Linked DNA regions of Sus scrofa: region 2 is linked to region 1. The links are chromatin contacts, called in public HiChIP or PLAC-seq maps. All regions are on one chromosome and are shown on one strand. The core of a region is the stretch at or near the end of the contact, and the rest is flanking DNA. Distances in the headings are between cores, read along the strand shown.

Region 1 (3,356 bases), core at 615-3,114:
CAGCAGCCATCAAAAACTAATCCAGGGCTTGGTAGAGAGCTACAGCACAAAAGACAGCAGGGGTGGAAAGCCATGATGGCCACCTCAGCATTTTCCTGATGACTTTCTGGAAACCCTCACAGCACCCCCACCCCACCCCTGTCAAGCACCATCAACAAGTGCACACTCCAACAATTAAAGTTTCCCCTGGGCGGAGCCTCTTCTTGACTAGGGATGTTCTACTTCTGAGCAGTGTGGTCAGGGCCTCTCATCAATGTGGTCCATACACCCTATGGTGCTACAGTGAGTTGCTCTCCACACCCATCCCAAATGCCAAACACTTCTGGACAGCACAAGGTTTGGGGATTTTTTTCCCCTCTCTTTCCAAACAGCCATCCACAGCTTCTCTGAGGTCTAGAATATGCAATTAACATGACAAAATCTTGACACGCTAAGTGAGGAGGACAGTCGGAGCCATTCTTGGATTTTTTTGTTGTTGTTGCTTTTTTTGTCTTTTTAGGGCCACACCAACAGCATATGGAGGTTCCCAGGCTAGGGGTCGAATCAGAGCTGTAGCCGCTGGCCTACACCAGAGCCACAGCAATGCTGGATTCAAGCCACATTTGTGATCTACACTGCAGCTCGCAGCAACGTCAGATCCTTAACCCACTGAGTGAGGCCAGGGATCGAACCTGCGTCCTCACGGATGCTAGTCGGGTTCATTAACCACTAGCCATGAAGGGAACTCCCATCCTCAGATTTGAGAAGCTCTATGTTGCAAAATCTGTGGTTTTCTCCAATTTTTATGATTCCTCTCACACGAATGTCAACATCAAACTAGTGAGCTGGGTTAGGAAGCTAGGATTCCTGGAAACTTGTGAGCCGGGTTAAGAAGCTAAGATTCCTCTGAGTTCCCATCATGGCACAGTAGAAACAAATCCAACTAGGAACCATGAGGTTGCGAGTTCCATCTCTGGCCTTGCTCAGTGGGTTAAGGATCTGGTGTGGCTGTGAGCTGTGGTGTAGACCGGCAGCAATAGCTCCGATTAGACCCCTAGCCTGGGAGCGTCCATATGCCACAGGTGCAGCCCTAAAAAGACAAAAAGACCAAAAAAAAAAAAAAAAGAAGCTGAGATTCCTGGGGTTATGCCTTGGCCTCTTACTAGCTCTCTGACATTGGGCAAGTTATTGAAACTCATTGTGCTTCATTGCTTATTTGTAAAACAGAGAAAACACGTGAGTTAACATAGATAGGTAAAGTGCTTAGGTTACTGCCTGGCCCATGTTCAGTGCTATTCAAGTGTTATGTGTTGTGATTATTGCTGTTGGTGTTCAGGTTGTTATTGTTATTAAATGGGTCCCAAACCTCAGGGGCAAGTCATTCGGCACATTGGGAATACCAGCTTCTTTGTGATTTCCATGTATTATACTTCCAACAACTGAGATGATTTACCACTCCCGAGTGTGGAAGCTCAGGTGTGTAACATCCTCTTTAAAAAAATTTTTTTCCCCATAAACATCTCCTTCGGGAAGTGGGCTCTGGTGTGCCAGGGTCAGATGAGCAATTGCTGGGAAAAACGAAGCTTAGAGTTATGCAAATACAGTGGAGAGAGGGCATCTCAGTCGCTGACTCACACCCACTGGCAACCCAGCCTGATCCATCCTGCTCAGAGCTCTTCGCCCGGAGGATCTCAGCTTGCTGTGTGGCTGGCCGGGAGCCCTGACATTTAGGCCTCTTGGTCCCCAAAAGTGGCAACAGAGAAGATGGGCTAGGCTTCAGCCAGAAGTCGCCCCTGGTGCCCAAGACACTGCTCACGTTTGCCAGAGGCCACTCACAATAAACTGCCCCTTCTGGGTGTGGCAGCCATCCTGTCCGGGTGACCATGTGGCCTGGATCTGTGCAGAAGGAGCCAGTTCTTAGTGGCTATTTGAGGGCTGCTGTTGGATGCTTCAGTCTGTGACTCACCTAAGATAGAATTTTCTGGGCAGATACAGGGGCGCAAGAAAGAAGAAAGTTACATCTGCACAAAGTTTCAGTTATAAGCCACAGTAATACCTATGACAAACAGAAAATATTCCATGCTCTTTGGTATCATAGAGACTGACAATAGAATCAGGATGCTTGACTTTCTCTTAACCTTAATCCCCATAAGGGATGCCCACATGACAATATTTTATCAATGCAAAATCCAGTAGAACACCTGCCTGAGCTAACCGGGGCACCTATAACAGCTCACTTCTTCAGCTCCAGCATGGAGAGGAAGGGGAGAAAGAAGAAAGAGGGGTGGAATAGAACAAGCTCCTGCATCCCATGCTGGACATTTGGGGCCAGGGAGCCAGCTGAGCTGATGTCAGACCCAAGCACCCCCACTGCCAGAGTCCCAGGCAAGCACCAGGTCCCAGGCAGGCACCAGGGACCAGGGAGATGCCTGCATCTCAGAGAAGCAGCACCTGGTAGGAGAGATTATGCTGCACAGTTAGACACACTCAAACGTGTGTTCTTGCTCCTTCTATAACTGGATGTAATTTAGACAAGTTACGTAATCCCTCTACGAACATGAAAAACTGCCTCATACCAGTTGGCATTAGAACTGTAAGTACCAGTACAGTGTCTGGAACACATTGAACATTCAATAGGCAAGCAGTAGCCATTTTTATTATTAAATGTAACAGTCACTTGGACCAAAGGCCAACTAATTTATAGTCATCTAATTATAGAAAACTACAAGTCAGCTAATACAGGTACGTACGCAAGGAAAAAGGCCTAGAAGTTTTGACAATGATTGTTTCTAGGCAATGGGATTATAGAAAGATATTTCTGTTTTCTTCTTTACACTCTTGTATTTTCCAAATTTTGATAGTAAACATGTATTTTTTTTTAATCTGAAGTTTTCAAAACACTATTGTTTAAAAAGTCATCAATCCCAGCTTCCTGGCTTGAGTCATACCAGCACTAAGCCATCCAAATCCAGAGTTGTTCTATCTATTGCTAAAGCCACAGAGATTAGACTCCACCCCCGTGAAGAGAACTCCTTCTTTTGCACTATGCACCCTGAATAGCCCTTATCCCCCAAATCATTTTTAGCTCATCATAACCTTGCTAGACTATTTAAGAGAAAAATGTGAGCCATTGAGAATTATGTCACCCATCACATTTCCTCTTTTTCGCCTTCCGCTGCCAAGAAGCCTTGAACAAATTTAATGCTCAATTACAGTAACCATTAGCTCAGGTTTTTGGCATAATTATTTACCCTTCCTCCTCTATGGTTCACATTTCTCTTTCTCTATTTGTCTAACTAGTTATATATGTGTCTTTTATTGTTAACTATCTCAAGAATACTTTGAGAATTGGATATAAGTCATAAAGTACAAACAAA
Region 2 (3,121 bases), core at 552-3,051, 210 kb after region 1:
AGCCGAGTTCATTACTGCTGAGCCACGATGGGAACTCCCCAGAGCAAATTTCTAAGAAATCACCACCCCCTCCACTTGAAGCAAGCCAACCAGTTGTGGCAAATGTCTACCCAGGTACATTAGAGTAAGTGAAGATTATTGGTCTCTCCATCAAGAATGATCGAGAAAGAAAACACCCTTGTCACTCAGCAGATAACAATGACACAAGTCAGGCCCTAAATATTGACAGGATTCAATGGATGGTCTGCAAAGAGCATCTCTGCACCTGGCCACACCTGCTTCACTTCTTGGAAGAGGGTCACCAACCCCTAGTATGTAGGCAGTTGGGGAAGAGGACAATGTGGGCTGATAGAGCCAAAGGTTCATGTTCATGTTGGAAGAACTAAAATTGGTACATAATGCATGGATGTGTGCAGTGGAAATGTTTTAGTAAAATTTCAGCCCTTTTCACCATTCACACACGCAGCTGCATCTCTGGTTCCCCCTGTAAATCCTACTGACCCGGGGTCCCACACTACTACAGGTCCATCCTTCCTCTTAGTGTGGTAAGACTACATTTTCAGGAAGCTGTCGGGCAGAGTGAGGCAACTCGAGGCTCTGAAGAAGCATCTACGTGCCTTTTAGGGTCAGAGTTTAACCTCCTCCCCTCCCCAGGAATTTCCCAGCATGCAGACAGGCCTTGAGATTGCAGATGGAAGGGTGAGTCAAGCCAGGACTCAGCACCCTTGAGCCTGACCATGGCACCCCTCACGTCATCCCACATTCCCTCTCTGCGTCTGGTCCAAGTACATGGAGCCCCAAGCCCCTACACCTCAAGCTGTGCTCCCCAGCCCAGTATCACATGCCAAGCCAGAACTGACACTGGGCCCAAGGTCTCTGAGAGCTCAGCACTGCTTGCAGTCCTAAACCAGGACATCTCAGAGGTGGGCCCCATGCCACATAGCCCAGCGTCGACTGTGCATTGGACCATCTATATTCTTTTTTTTTTTTTTTTTTTTTTCAGTTTTCCTTAAGACAAACTGCTGGCCTTTGGGAGACTGGCCAGAGTTAAGGTGGAGCTTCAATGTGGCCATTTTCACAGCCCCAGCAAAACCCTTGGTTGGTGCCAAATTCTCGTCCAGTTGAATAGAATGGAGGAAAGCTGACCAACCCATCGGAATAATAATAGCTAATACTTAACAGAGTGATCACACATCAAGACTGCTCTAAATGTTTTCTGTGCATTAATTTGTCTTCATCTCACATGCTCATCCTCTACAGTAAGAGCTATTATTTTTCTATTTTATAGTTGAGGAAACCAGAGTAAGGTTGCAAACCTAACAATCCCAAGTGTCTCAACTACCGCCTCCCCAAGGGTGGAAGCCTAGAGGGTTTGCCCAGGGTCCCCTCCCACAACCCCATGTCCACACTGCAGCATCACCGGGCTTATGTGCTAAGAGAAGAAAGATGCAGGGGCCCCTCCAGAAGCTTAAGAGGTAGGCATGTGGTTTAATGGGGCAGATGTGGCTTAAGAGTCAAGACTCCCAGATTTCCATCTAGCTCGCCCTTCATCCACACGAATATTGCCAACTGTTCCAGCTCCTAAACTCCACCCCCTCCTTGGTCAGGCACGAGGTCTCCCTGACCTCCCAGGTCCCTTCATAGAATCCCCAGATTCTGTGAGGAATGGTGACAGGCAGCCCGAGTTGGCAGGAGGATGGACCAGACAAGGCAAGCCTGACCTGTCACCACTCAATCCACACATGAACCTTAGTGTGCACGTTTCAGTGTTTGGGGAACTATGTGTTCTTTTGAAATGTGTCTGTTTGGGTCATGAGTAAGTATTGGGGCAGAGGCAATGGGCTCCTTTTTCCAGTTAATGAAGTGAAGCTTTATGGAGGAAGATTTTCTTAGTCACATTTCCTGTTTCACACTGACCTTTAAAAAGGAAACCCACAAGTAAACCAGTGCCAAGGCCTGCTTATAAGATCTACCCACAGGTATAACAAAGATGAGCTAAATAAAGACCAGTGGGCCAAGCTTAACCTGAATCAGTGGAAATAGTAAGACACTAAGAGGGTCTGATGGGTGAGATAAAGGGGATGGTGGCGCTCAGTGAATTGCAAAAAAAAAAAAAAAAAAAAAAAAAAAAAAAAAAAAAAAAAGCAATGACATGTAAGAGGTTTCTCTTACATTTGACATGTGTTCAACAGGGATCCAGGCAGAGAGGCTGAGATAAAGGGGACGGTGGTGCTCTGTGAACTGCAAAAAAGACTTTGACACGTAAAAGATTTTTCTTGCATTTGAACACTCGTTCAACAGGGATCCAGGCAGAGAGGCAGAGAGAGACCATGTCACAATCTTGTCATTGTACTTAGGGCTTAGCCTCTTGTTATAAAACGGAGGCTCTAAAAATTAAGAAAGATGCTTGGAGTGATTTCAAAAGAAGGCATGGGAATTGCCTCTGTGGCGCAATGGAATTGGTGGTGACTTGGGGGTGCTGAGACGCAGGTTCGATCCCCAGCCCGGCACAGTGGGTTGAGGATCTGGCATTGCCGCAGCTGTAGCTTCAGTCACGACTGCGGCTCAGATCTGCTCCCTGGTCCAGGAACTCCATATGCCGCGGGGCGGCCAAAAAAGAAAAGAGGGAGGAAGGAAGGAAGGAAAGATGGAAGAGAAGGAATGATGGTGGGTGGTGGAATTCGTTATAGGAATCAAAATTATCCAGCCTGGTGAGAAAAGGACCAAGAGGTATCTCAGGAACTGGAAAGCTGGTGACATCTGGTGATTTGATGGATGATGGTTGAGGTGCATTTCTGCAACTGTGGCTACAGAATGAGAGGCCCACACAGGAGCATCTCGGAATGTTCAAGGATGTGTTGAAGGTGACCGAAGGGCGGAGTGGGTTCCCAAGGCCAGGGACGGCCCCACCTTCGTTCGCCAGGGGAGCTGGACCATCAGGGTTCAGAGCCTAAGAAGTCCTGTGAGATGAAGGCTACCAGCCACCATCGCTCAGTACGTCCACTCAAGGAAAATGCCGCAGCATAGAGTTTAGGTTTGGAAAGCTTTGTTTTGTTTTAAACAAGGAGGCCTGGAATTGGACTGAGGAGGGAAAGAAAAAAAAAATAAAAGTCAGGCAAAG

The links. HiChIP or PLAC-seq counts read pairs in DNA pulled down with a chosen protein or histone mark.
Region 2: a contact with region 1 is called in an H3K27ac HiChIP or PLAC-seq map of alveolar macrophages, with 5 times the contacts expected there. The contact joins two enhancer-like sites. A contact is called at or near these places in 1 of 47 Hi-C or Micro-C datasets (liver) and 1 of 2 datasets of contacts at active chromatin or transcription factors (alveolar macrophages).

Annotation. Positions count from the first base shown.
Region 1 is chr7:92,223,512-92,226,867 of Sscrofa11.1, forward strand. All of the region lies in intron 11 of RAD51B (DNA repair protein RAD51 homolog 2), which reads left to right. Among named protein-coding and RNA genes, the nearest start is that of ZFP36L1, 270 kb to the right of the region's middle. Within about 2 kb of position 1,865, at least 12 of the 83 cell types and tissues checked have an H3K27ac peak or open chromatin away from gene starts, as enhancers often do. A contact at or near this core is called in alveolar macrophages, where this site is marked.
Region 2 is chr7:92,431,315-92,434,435 of Sscrofa11.1, forward strand. No RefSeq gene overlaps it. Among named protein-coding and RNA genes, the nearest start is that of ZFP36L1, 63 kb to the right of the region's middle. Within about 2 kb of position 1,802, at least 10 of the 83 cell types and tissues checked have an H3K27ac peak or open chromatin away from gene starts, as enhancers often do. A contact at or near this core is called in alveolar macrophages, where this site is marked.